Linked DNA regions of Arachis hypogaea: region 1 is linked to region 2. A link is a contact called in public Hi-C data. All regions are on one chromosome and are shown on one strand. Each heading gives the region's core, a stretch centred on a gene start, on an enhancer-like site or on the middle of the called end of the contact. The rest is flanking DNA. Distances are from core to core; before and after follow the strand shown. Region 1 holds the start of LOC112720825 (L-lactate dehydrogenase A). Region 2 holds the start of LOC112720823 (ADP-ribosylation factor-like protein 2).

Region 1 (6,720 bases), core at 176-2,675, 210 kb before region 2:
ATTTTCTACTGAAATGTTTTGAAAATTTAAAATTTTTAATCTTTCAATACAAATTCTATGCGTTGATACCTTAATGGGCATAGTTAGATAAATCTATATAAAGTATGTGTCTGTTACGGCAGTAAAACATTTTAACAAAAATATTCAAAAGATAATACAAAATCAGTTTAAAGTTACTTTATTTTGAATTTTTTAATTATTATTTTATTTTATTTTATATTTTTTAATTATCATTGAAATAATTGAATAATATTAAATATAATAAATGAAATCACCAAAAAAAAAATATAATAAATTTATAATTATAACTATTATATACATAAAAATATAAATATTAAATTAAATAAAATAAATTTAAATTGTTGTCTTTCAAGTATTAGCAGTTATCTAACTCGCCAAGAACATTCATTTAATTATCTACATGTTTTTTTTTTTTCCTATTTTTAGTTTTTTAACACTAAATGAAGCAGTAGTCGGCAACAGATCCAAAACAAGAAGAGAAATAAGAGACATACGTATCCCAAGATTTGCGGGATACAGTAATGTAGACATACAATAATTAATAAAAAATTTAAAAATACAAAAAGGAAAATGAGAGTGACCTGCACGTCCTGAGCGTTGACGTCGAGATGATCCGCGATGAGGAACCTGAACCTTGAGGAGTCCAAGTTCGTACCCGACCCGATAACCCGGTTCGATGGAAAACCGGAGAGCTTCCACGCCAAGTAAGTCAGAACGTCCACGGGGTTCGAAACGATGAGCAGCACCGTCTGCGGTGAGTACCGCGCAAGCGGTGGCACAATGCTCTTGAACAGCGCGAGGTTCCTCTGGAGCAGGTTCAGCCTTGACTCGCCAGCGTTCTGGCGTGCACCTGCGGTGATTATGCAGAGGTCGGAGCCGGCGGTGACGGCGTAGTCCACGGAGGCGTAGATCTTTGTGCGGGGAAGGAAGGCGGCGGCGTGCTGGAGGTCGAGCATCTCGCCGCGGAGCTTGTCGGCCTTGTTGTCGATGAGGACGAGCTCGTCGGTGAGATCTTGAGTGAGGATGGTCTGAGCAATGGCCATCCCGACGTTGCCGACGCCGATGACTGAGATCTTGGTTTGGCGCTTGGTTGGCGAGGGTGGTGCGGCGTTTGTTATGGGCCTGAAGAAGGCCTGGGTTAGGTCGAGCCCACCTGGGCCCAGTGTGGAACCTGAGGGACTCTTATGCATTGTGTTGTGTCTTGTTGTGGTAGTGAATTGTCGTGGTTTGGGGTTTATTGTAGAAGGAGAGGGGACTACGGAAGTTTTTATACTGTAAAATAAGAGTCATGCCTTATAGTGGTACTAATATGGTGGTATGTATTAAATTTAAAATAGGTTGAGATTCTAATTGTATTAATTATATTATTGAAATTGATAAAAATGAAAAACGTATTATATTAATTTTTAATAATGTGATGAGTCATTTAATAAAAAAAATTAAGAGATTAACATCATATATTTTTATTAATTTAAAAAATATAATTAGTGCTCTTAAATTCTAGAAAATTATTTTGATGTTGATAATTAAATTAATCTTTGTAAAATGAGATATTTTCTAAATTTATTTCTAAAAGATTTTATTAATTAAATTGATCTTTTAAAAATTATGAATTAATCATATTTATTTTTTAGTTATTTTATTTATAATCTATGTCAATAATTGATGATGTAAAATGTTAATTAATAGTATACATGATACATAATATATTTAATTGAACGCTGACCAAATATGTTTATAAAATCTATCAATTTAGTCAATATATATTGAAAATAGAATTTTCGTAATTAGAAAAAAGACTAAATTAATAAATTTTTATAAATATATTTGGTCAATATCAAATTAAATATGTCAGATATTATATATGTTATTGATTAATACTTTACAACATCATTTTTTAAAAGAAATTATTTATAGAATGGCTAGAAGATAAATATGATTAAATTTAAATCTTTGATAAATTAATTTGATTAAGAATATCTTTTAGAAATGAATTCAAAAAATACTTTATCTTTCAATTTTGTATAGCATATAACCAATATAAAAATTATTTTAAGATTTAATTCATTTAATTTAATTTTTATAGTATGTATAAAAACTTTTCATATTAACAATAATGAAAATTAAATTATGAGAAATAATATTTATTTTTATAATAGAAAATATAATTTTACTTTAACTATATTTTTAAATATTATCAAAGGTTTCATTAATGTTATAATTGCAGCAAGTAAAATTCAGAATTTGGCGTTATGGTCTTATGGATATTTGAAAGTCAATGCATTTCTGTGGATGGAAGGAGAAAAAGGAAAGAATGGTACAAAACTTTTCAGTGGAGACACTTGGGATTTTCAACGGTCAACCTTCTAGTTCTCTTCTCTAGAAGGGAAACACCAAACTGTAGCCAACATTCCTTATTTGAACCTTCAAATTGGTTTGATTTAGAAAAAAAAAAAACATAATAAATAGAAATAGAAAATTAAGGTTTAAAAATAAGTTTGATTTGACCATTGGATTTGAAAATGAAACCGTCTAAATGACGCGTTTTTTAGGATTTTTTTTTTCTTAAATAAAATAAAAAATTATTTAATTCTCCAAACAAAATTTTTGAGTTTTACTTTTTGGATGACAATTTTTTTTTTTTTTGTAATTAAGACAAATTCGTCACACTCCCGACGAACTTTATATAAATTAGGGAGTTCGCTACACCTCCAGCGAACTCTACGATTTATATAGAATTCGCCACCTCTTCCGACGAACTCTAGGTTAGATGTCTAAAATAAAAGCATGCAGCAGAGTAGAGAACCACAATTTTATTGTCGACTTTCATTATCATTGTTAACATTTTTTCTCTATAATGTCAAAAAATTCGTTGTTATCTATTCATTACGATAGTGAAATAGTGTATGATGAAGAAGGTTCTATCGTTTTTAAATCGGGATAACTGATAATTACTTATATGACACTGGAAGTCAACAGTTTAACAGCATTGAAAAATTTGATATTGCATTCCGTCGGATAGCAATAGGCAAAAAAGGTGAAGAAAATTTACTACAGATATCCGACAGAAGTAGATGGCAGTTTGTTTTATAAAAGGTATATTACAGTTGTCTTGTCTCTGTTGCTAGTATATGTATTAGACCATGGTGAGAAATATTTCTGTTGTTTTGAATTAGGTATCGTTTACGTGACGACGAGGACGTACGACTTATAAGGTCGTGGCACAACCGATGGACAAATGTTCATCTGCTGGAATTGTTCATATTCCTTGTTGAGTTGGATGGCTGAGTATCATCTGCAGATACTGTCGATGATAGTCCGTTGAGTGGAGTTGTTAGGCGAACTATCAGAAAGACAATGGTGGACCTAAATATGCCACCTGAAGGTAATCAAGAGAGGTCTAATGTTAAAGTTCGTAATATTGACTTAATGGATGACGGTGTTGAAAGTCACGAGGGTTCTGCTATCAGGGATCCGATAATGTGTCAGTATGAAGTTAGCCCCGATGACGGAGACGATTTTGATGAAGAACCACCCGAAATTCCTAACAACGGTGACGAGGAAGAAGAGATGAACTGCAATGATGACACACAAATCGCTCTAACACAACCTGCCATTTCTCGACCATATGACCGGCTGGATCATTTCACGAGGTTGAATCTCGATGCAATGACTTTCGATTGGTCGTTTACCCAGGGAGGCCCCGAAGAGGATTCAAGCAACGAGTTCGAGGTTGGACAACAATTTAAGAACAAGGAAGAAGTCATGTTAGCAGTTAAGTAGTACAACACCAGGAGGGCTGCAGAGTACAAAATAGTATAGAGTAACCAGTTGAGGTATAATGTACAATGTATCAAGTTCGTGCCCGGTTGTAATTTGAGCATACTCATCATATCGCCGAAAGCAAGAAAAGTGGGAGGTTAGAAGATACACTGGTCATCATACTTGCATGCAAACATCGATGCGGTAAGACCATCATAGGTTGGATTCGAAGGTGATTGCACAACACATTTTCACGATGGTCAAAGCCGATCCAACAATCAGCATCAGGGTTCTGCAAGGAGGTGTGGAGAAACACTTTGGTTACAAGGCGTCCTACAGAAAGGTTTGACTTGCAAAACAGAGAGTCATTGCTATAATTTATGGCGATTGGGAGGAGTCTAATAACTGCTGATCCAATTTGTACATCTGATCCTCATAGCCTAATAACTGCTACCCCATCTAACCACACTCAAGTAAAATAAAATCACATATACTGAACTCAGTTCCTTCTATGTTAACTAAATTATTAAAAAATATATTTAACTTTATAATTGTCTACCTTAGTTCTTAATCAGTTTATAAACCTACTAACTTAAATTTTAGCAAACTACATGATATCGTCAACTAAAACCCTAAAAAACCATAATTAATAACTAATTGAACCCTAAATTTTACTAATCATGTTTCTTTCTAATCTAACTTAACCTGATTAATTATTCCACTAATTTCCTTATAATTCACAACTTAAACTAATTATTCTGACTAAACTAACTAACAATTAACTAACAACTTATACTAATTAACATGTTATAACCAATAAACAGTAACTATACTTGAAAACAATAACATAAAAATTCTAACAAACATGTAAACAGTTAACAGTAAGTCTAACTAACATGTAAACAGTAAATCGGTAACTCTGACTAACATGCAACCTCTAACTAGTAACTTTATCTAACATGTAAACAGTAACTCCAATTAAGCTAAAAAAAAAATAACTCTAACTAACATATTATTTACTGATCTGAAACTGAGAATGTCGTTGATAATGAACTTCACGGACGTCAAAAAGACAGAAAGGACGAACAATGTAAATTTGGAGGAGAGATTGGAAAAGAAAGGGACAAATGAAAATGGCCCCACCAGCATTATGTAGTGTGCCAAACTCATCATAGAGTTCGTCGGGAGTGCGGCAAACTTGCCTTAATTACAAAAAAAAAAATAGAATTTAAAAATATAAAATTCAAAAATCTTGTTTCAGGAATTATTTATTTTTTATTTTATATTAGAAAAAAATCCCGCTTTTTATTTTTTGTATTAGAGCCCAGTTGGGATTTTTATTAATGTGGATGTTTAGTAATTTTTTTTATAAATACCATAAATACGAGGATTAGATTTGATTTTTTTATTTAAAATTTTTTAAATATACAAATATGAGGATTAAATTTGTGCTTTAATATTAAAATTTTTTTGAAACATACAAATCAGATCCTTTGATTTATTTGACATTGAAAAAGATTTTATTTCATCATAAATCAGAAGGTCCAATTTTTATATTATAAAAATCTGATCCTCAATTTTGAGAAATATGAGGGTTTGATTTATTTTTTTAATAAATAAATAAAATTCATGTAAAAAAGAACACATCAATTAACCATAATATCGGATTATACACAATTGTTTTTCTTACTAAAAAAATTAGCCTTTAAATGAATCACTTTAGTCGAATTTTTGGTGTATTTTAAATAGCTTTCAATGTATTCGTCACGAAATTCGATGTATTTAGACAATTTAATCTTATTTTACTAGATTTTTTTAATATGAATTCATTTAGATTAACAGCATTTTAATACAGTACAGACAGATTTATAGAAGTTTATTTTTGCAAAAAAAATTATAAAAAACTTGGATTAAATATTTACAAATATAAAAAAATATGTGTTCATACAGACAAATTAGTACACAATTTTTAACAATGTACAATATTCAAACTATTTACTGTCGATATCTTCTGAATGCAGTTCATAATAAGGACTCAATAATATCGCAGATAGCTTGAACTGTCTGATGGTTTCACATTCTTGAATGGCTTTATTTTTTAGTAGATTTATTTCATCAAATAGAATGAGTGAATCATATTCCACTCTGAGATGATCTTTTTTCTACAATTTAAAGAATTTTTTTTTATTAAACTCCGTTAATTTAGTAATATAGAGTTATCTATTTTTAAAGATAGTTATCTGTGTCCAATTCTCCCATACATATTTGTCCTTTTTTTATATTTTTTGGTTCAATTATCTAGAGCCATTTCATCACATAAATTGCACAGTCAAAGATAAAAACAAAAATAAATTAACAAAATAAAATAGGACAATAAGAGAAAACACAAAATTTCTCAAATAAAAAGATTTATATTGGTAATGTTGCCCGACAATATTAACGTATGGTGCTTCAATTTTATCATCCTTGTCCGTTAAAAATTGTCCTCTGGCAAATACCCTCATTCTTGAAATCATGAACCCCTAAAAAGTAAAATATAAGAAAGACTATATTAAATACCAAATTACACCGAAATAAACCAATAGTCCATCTTATTTTAAACAAAACTATATCGAATTTTTATATTGCTAACAACAAACAGAAATCAAAAAAATTTATAGAGAAAATAGAAACAACTTACAGTAAATTTATTATGTGTTGTTCTTTCTTTCGGAGGAATTTTTTTATGAAATGGGCCAAGGATATGAAATTTCTTCTTTTTAACATCCGCCATCTATATCCACAAATATTTTGCGTAGCAAATTAGGACAAATATCTGAAGTTTGGCCAGAGAGAACAATTTTTTAGTTTAATTGGCATCTAATAAAAGAATTGTTTAAGAAGCTTTATAAATGAAAACTTACAAAGGATGGGATGAAAACTTTTTCTTGTCTAAAT
Region 2 (7,050 bases), core at 2,689-5,188:
TTCTATCATCTTTCACATTTGAATGAAGCTATCGGACATGCACTCATAAATCATAATCATTCCACTTCAGTTTTATACACCTTCCTACAGTATTCTGACATTTCTTCAAAATCTTACAGTGCCAGAAAAGCAACGACAAGGTAATAAAAATGAAAAAAAAAAAATTTTGAAAATATAAAAACTTGGAAAGTCTCAGTGATGCAATGGACAGTTTATTCCAAAGACAGCATACTAGGTTCAAGGATGCTCAGGAAAGGTTGAACCATTTCCTGAATTATTAATCAAGCATGTAGATTCTGGAGGCTATGTCCTGGACTAACCAATCAAAACCCTCAAGCAGACCCTCGCCAGTGTATGCACTACAGCCAACTATCTTCCAATGACGAGATTTGTCCATGGCTTCCAAGTTAAGCACCTGAGCCGTAAAGGACAATATTAAAAACCAAACAATAATATATTAAACCAGGGATAACTAGCTTGATTTATAAGAATATGGTATGAGAGACTTAACGGTGAGCTTTTCATGATTATGATTGATGCTTACAATTGAAGTGACAATTCATTTGATAGTAATCATATCAAAATCAGTTTTGTTTTCGCATTTTGCATGATACTACCTATAATAGAATAGTGTTTTAGACATGCTTAGGAGTTCAACTCGTTATTCGCATATATGCTGTGTTAAGAAATCTAGAAAAAAGGTTACACTGATTTGAGGAACAGTTAGTTTGTCTTCACTTTCCAAGACAAATGCCAAATACCCTGATCCCCACTTCTCTTTATTTATAGTCACTAACTTCCCCTAACTAACCACCCAACCACATTACCCCAAATGCAAACCAAGACAAAATTCAATGCATGGAAAGGTTAAAGATGATTTGAAATTAGTTCTCAGACAGATTTCAGTGCAGACAATGTTTGGGCATAGAAATTTAACTACAAAAGAGAGCATTTGAGAGAATAAATACAAGTTAAACTATATAAATTTGGTGAGGGAGGCTATAAAAAAGTTAAGGAACTGATGTAGTGATTGCTTAGAGATGACAAAATTAAGTTTACCTTGGCTATCTCTTCAGGCATAAGGGCACCTTTAATGTCCTGTTTATTTGCTAGTATCAATAAGGATGCTCCAGATAGCCTCTATCACAAGGGAAAAAAAAAAGGTATTAAGAACATTAGTAATAATTGAGAAATATAGGAAGTTAAGGGAGAAACAGTTATGAATTGAGCACCTAAGTTAGTAACAATAAGAAAAGAGATACCGCTTTGGTTAAGTACAATAGATACCACTTGGATTGAACAGAAAACAGACCTCTTCCTTTAGGAGGTTATCGAGCTCCATTTTGCAATCATCCAACCTTCTTAGATCTGAACTGTCAACTACCCAAACCAAACCATCCGTTTGCTCGAAGTAGTTTCTCCAATAAGATCGTATTGTTTTCTGTCCCCCGACATCCCATATATTTAGGGTGTACCTGCCATTTCAATGTGTTTACACGCCTTAGCATTTAGTTAATTATTGTACGATATGAAGCAAACAAAGGCCAAAAACAAAAAGAACGAGCATGTTGTGTATCGAAAAAGTGAAAATTACAAGAAAATACTCCCAAATAAATTCTAAAAGGAAATCTTTCACGCACTTAGAATAAATCTCAGCCAACACCCGAGCTAGAAATGGATTCAACAAAATTTTGGGATCTCAATAACAAATATGGAAACAGGACTGCCATCAACTAAGTCATAACTCATAACGCTAAATCGCAGTTCAAGTAAATATAAGTTTTAGTTATGCAACTGTGTTCACAATCAGTACTTTCATGATTGAAACTCACACCTACTTTTTTAAGTGTGATCCATGTATGTCAACCAGAATGTCTAATCATTAAGTTTGACAATCACCTCTTTATTCTGTGTATGACCATGAGAAGGAAGGAAATGGGAATGTTGGAGTGACATATCCTTTAAACACAGCAGCACTCAAATCTAGAAAAGATTAATATCATCTAAGTATGTTTTGATCATACCATCAAACTTTGATGGTTGTTTGGAAATGTCATCACTATTCCAGAACCGTACATGAGATTTTAGTTTCACCACTATCAAACTAACTACATTTCCCAATTGCAGTTTTAGCTGAGATATTTCACTCATCAGTGACAAATTTCAAAAAAAAAAAAAAAAAAAAATCAAAGTCTTTCCCTTTAAACAAAAGAGTAATGCTACCAAGGGGTCACAACCCATATCTACCCCTAAATAGTGACTATAGTAATATAAACTCATCCTCATATTTTTCTCTCCTAAGAAAAATAGTACAAGATAGCTAACAATAGTAGGGACTGTGATGTTTTGTGAAGTGAAATGAGAAGAAGATTCCTCACTTTTGGTAGGTGATGGTTTTGATGTTGAAGCCAAGAGTAGGACTAATGACGCTAGTATCCTCCCCGTTAATCTTCAAAACGATTGTTGTCTTCCCAGAATTGTCCAATCCCCTGTATAGTATGTAGCAAACAAAGGGCAAGAAGGTAATTAGGAAAAAATAATTCAAGAAAGTAGATAACAAAAACGAGAGAGGGTTTTGAGAGAGAGATCGGAAGTGGAAAGAAACTCACACCATAAGAATTCGCATTTCCTTCTCTTTTCTTTTGATCTTACGAATGATGCTGAGAAGACCCATCGAGAAGAGAAAAGCTCGAAATGCTGGTGGTGGGGCCGAAACGAAGGCCGGAGAGGTTAGGTGAATGTGTCACCGACGCGGCCGGCGGCTCCGCCGATGAGGAAAAGGGATGGTAGCCGTAGCGCAGGAACCTGGAGACGACAATGAGGCCGAGGTGGAGGTTCTCGGGTAACTAGCAACGCTGCAGGCGGAGGATGACGGGGATGTTTTCCAGGAACTTGTGGTGGCCGGCTGGGGCACCCGAAGCGAGATGAGGAAAACTGCAAGTGAAAGAGCTAATATGTTATGGTGAAGGGTTCTGGGGTGGTGAAAGAATATCAAGGATATTACGTAAACAAATTGAAAGCTTGCTGAAAATGGCATTACCAAAACTACAGTGTCGAGTCTGCAATCTCCCAATCTAAAAACATGAGAAAGTACCTATAAAAGTTCCCATTACAATTGTTACCAAATAAAAACCAAAAAATAAAAACACATTTTGTTGTTTCACCAATATATCATCTCAAATAGGTTGTGCAATTGATACAGTTGGGAACCAAAATTGAGTTCCAAGGGAAAAAATGGATCAAAAAATGCAACTTACCCATTTTTAGTCCTAAGCTTTCCAGTATTTCCTATCAGTCACAAACCCAAAAAATATCAACCATTTGACAAGGAATTCATAGTTTATTAATAGTTTTCTGTTAGCTCTATGTTGGGCCTGGTAACAAGATAAATTCACAGCCTAGATATTCTGAACACATGAAAATGCATGGATTGTGTAGATCATATGACCAATATGATTTCTTTCTTGATTTTTTGTAAAGTGGGTCTCTATCATCTCTTTCTCCATTTTCTTTTCTCTTTATCTTAATAAAATTCTTCTCATGAAAAAGAAATAGATAAAAATGAAAATCTCTAAATGGATGAGCAATGAGCAGTGATAGAGTCATCAATCCTCAATTTAATTAACAGGATTAACAAGATTTTCAATTTAAGCAAGAAGTAATGAACAATGAGCACACAGAGTCATCAATCATCATCAAGCAGGGACAGAGCAAAAGCTAATCAACCAAGAACGAGGCTGAGCACTGAGCAGAGCAACCATTACCTTCGGTGAGGGCAGTGAGTAGAGTATGAGGAAGAGCAGTTGAACGCGACGAACGACGGCGACCTGGCGATGACCGCGACGACGGACGAAGAGCGGCCGAACAGGACCCCTGGACGAGAACGCTGGCGACTGGTGAATAAGGAGAGGGATTGGAGACTTGGAGCACGACAACCAGGCGAAGAAGGAAGTTCCTGAGCGCGACGACAACCCCGGACGGCGGCAGAACCGTTGAAGCTAGGGTTTTGGTTTGGGGATTTTTTGAACTTTGCTTCTGATTCATTCACGAATGAGGGGGTGTTGGGGGAAGGGGTGACGCGTTGGGGAGTTGGGTTTTCTTTTTTTTGTGTAAAAGAATTTAATTAATTTTTTTTTTATAAAAGGATGAAATTCTATAGTAGAATTTTTTTTCAAAACTCTTGTAATTTGTAGAAATACTTTTATTCTAGTTAATTAATTTAGTTTTTCTAACACCTAATCCCTCTAGCTAGGTGGCTCTGTAGCAAACTACCACAAGAACAAGAATGGAAGCCCTGGCGGAGCTGGAACGAGTTCAAACCCAGCTCCTGAAACGCATATCGGAGTTAGAAAAACAAAACCAAAACCACTCCACTCCATCAACTGATTCTCCCATCGTTGACGAAGCTGACACCGTTACTCGTCTTTCCTCCATTTTGCGCTCTAACGCCGTTAACGACTTTTCCTTCAAGAGGGTCCCACCTGATTACTACGACTGGTCTCTTGAAGCTCGACGCGATGCCCTCGCTGCTCACTCCATCCAACATCTCTGCAAAAGCATCGTTTTGGTATTCACTATCCTCATTCTCTTCAAACTATAAAATCATTTTATAATTTAATTCATTAGCTGAAATCGTGAAATCTTGTTATCGTGCTCACTGGTCAGGTTAACACGCAAGCGCCCGCTAATGTCGTTGATTGTAGCGATCGCAAAAACTCCAAGTATTATGTTGTTGTGGTTCAGGTGGCCTGTAATTATTTGTTAAATTTTGGGAATGAACTCGTTGCTGTTAGGTGTTAATTTGTCTTTAATTATGCGTCTGTGTATTGCTTTGTTTTGTTTTGTTTTGCAGTACACAGCGCGGTTCAATGCCGAGGCTGTCAAGAATTTTCTGTATTCGCTCAACAATGGAAGCATAGCGAAGAAGAAATTCAACAGTAAGTTATTTTGTTTTTGCATTTTACATCATTCTATTTATGTGCGTAGTGTCTGTGAAGGGGAGCCTTAGTACAACGGTTGAGATGTCACATGTTTAAGCTGGGAAAACAGGTAATTATCTATTAGGCTGCCTACATTATTTCTTTTGGATTCGGCCCTTCTCCAAACCCACATTAATGCGGGATGCCAGTGCACTTGAAAGTGCCTCACCTTTTCCGCTGATTGTTTGGTTATCTTGAGATTAGCACAAGAATGTTTGAATGAAATTTGTAGAATGCGGTGGCATTGGAAGGAAAAAACCAGTGTGTTAGTTATATCAGTTGCAAGTTGTTTAACATTATAGTATTATACCATACTTGTTTATTTTCCAGTCCTTTCTATATTTTGAAATTTGGAAGTTTTATTTATTGTATGCAGTGAGGCTGGCTCCTGAGCAGACATCAACAGACTTAACTGGATATGGGCACAATGCAGTGACTTGTATTGGCATGAAAACTGACATTCCGGTAAGACTTGTCCTGTGGATTAATATAGGAATCTTATGATATGTGCTGACAACAAAATATCTGCAAGTAGTTAACAAGAATATAACTTCTTAAACAAGCTATTTAAGACAAGTAGGGCTATATGACCAACAAAGTTTATCATTTTTTGCTAACACTTGGCCAGCTCTAAATACTAAGCATTAAATTCTAAACCCTAGATCCTAAATGCTAATAGTATAAAGGTAAAGTATTGGCCCAGTGTGTTGGCTAATATTGATAAAATGTTTTTGTTCCCTAACATTTCTCATTTATGGCTCATCACTTTTGTGATTAAGTTGATTTGCCTTGCACTTGGATTAATAATTGGTGTAGACAAGGATTGCTTAGCAACAGAATATGAACAGTGGATGGAATAATTATTCCATCTTTTTTATTTTTAATTTTCTTTTATTTAACTTTGTTTATACAGATTAGTACTTAATCCCCATTCCTTGTTCAAGCTGATGATGTGATCTAGCTGATTACATGTGGCATTTACGAAGTCCCCCCCCCCCCCCCCCCCTCTCTCTCTTTTTCTCTCATTTTGGTTGTTGTGTCTTTTTGATGCCTTGGATTAGCAATAAGGCGTATAACCCTTTTTCTAATTATCTGTTGCAACAATAGGTCACAGCCTCTTTTACTTTGCTGTAACATATTAATAGTGTCCCTGCCATATGATCTGTGGTCTCATGAACATCTGTATAAACAACTGAATCTTACCAATCTTTCTTCTGTCCTGCTGTTTCTGGTTCAAAGCTCTAAATTATGCCTGTCTCTCTGTCTAAAATCCAGGTCTGGGTTGACATCAGAAGTTATGTATTTTTTAGGATGTGTCAACAGTTGACCATTTTATGGAACTATGAACTGTCTTCGAGATTGAGTGTTGTCGATCTTTTGCTTGTGCAAATAGCCGCTTAAACATGCAACTTGTTGTCAAGGACATGTTTTCTTGTTTCAAACTTTAATGATGGAGGTGTAATTTTATAAATTGAATGGAATTTAAGACCATAGGTTTGCTCCTTGGACAATGGTCAAATTTGAGACATTCCTTAACATTAATCTGATCGTTTAATCATTTCAAGGACCCGAGGCCCATTATTTAATTTAAAACATATCTTCTGTGCGCACTATTTCTAGTCACAATTCATTCTCTTTTCCAGTTAGATAGCACAATGCATTATGTGTAGGAATTACCCTTCAGTTTGTTCCCTTGTTTGATATTATGGTCTCATTTCAGGTGATTTTGGATGAAGCTATCGTAAAACTGACCCCAGATTTCTTCTGGTTGGGTGGTGGTGAGGTTGATCTTAAGCTTGGAATAAGGACCTCTCAGTTAATCAGATTTGTCAACCCCTTCATTGTCAACTGTAGCGGCAGTTGATTTTGTTACACAAAGAAGTCAGCATAACTAACAGCGCTTGGAGCTTCACTATTTTCAGCTTCCCACTGCATATGAAGTTATGTAGTCTGCATAATATCCTTGTGCTTTATGGAGATACGACTGCAGTCAGCATCATGGCTTCGTATTTTAATTTTCTTGAAGGTTATTAACATCATTAGAGACCCAAAAAAAAATGGTGAGTTGATC

Evidence for each region. Hi-C and Micro-C count contacts between places; a contact is called where the count stands out from the background.
Region 1: a contact with region 2 is called in a Hi-C map of leaf, with 2.1 times the contacts expected there. The contact joins the promoter of LOC112720825 here to the promoter of LOC112720823 in region 2. A contact is called at or near these places in 3 of 8 Hi-C or Micro-C datasets (leaf and an unstated tissue).

What each region holds. Positions count from the first base shown.
Region 1 is chr11:48,533,673-48,540,392 of arahy.Tifrunner.gnm2.J5K5, reverse strand. LOC112720825 (L-lactate dehydrogenase A) reads right to left here and starts at 1,425. Exons shown (of 2, transcript XM_025771921.3): 1 at 603-1,425. The coding sequence starts at 1,211.
Region 2 is chr11:48,330,359-48,337,408 of arahy.Tifrunner.gnm2.J5K5, reverse strand. LOC112720823 (ADP-ribosylation factor-like protein 2) reads right to left here and starts at 3,938. Exons shown (of 7, transcript XM_025771916.3): 1 at 3,765-3,938; 2 at 3,041-3,094; 3 at 2,610-2,934; 4 at 2,379-2,489; 5 at 1,313-1,475; 6 at 1,060-1,140; 7 at 18-415. The coding sequence starts at 2,674. The coding sequence ends at 278. LOC112720822 reads left to right here and starts at 4,255. Exons shown (of 5, transcript XM_025771915.2): 1 at 4,255-4,567; 2 at 4,666-4,743; 3 at 4,853-4,937; 4 at 5,356-5,444; 5 at 6,700-7,050. The coding sequence starts at 4,286. The coding sequence ends at 6,843.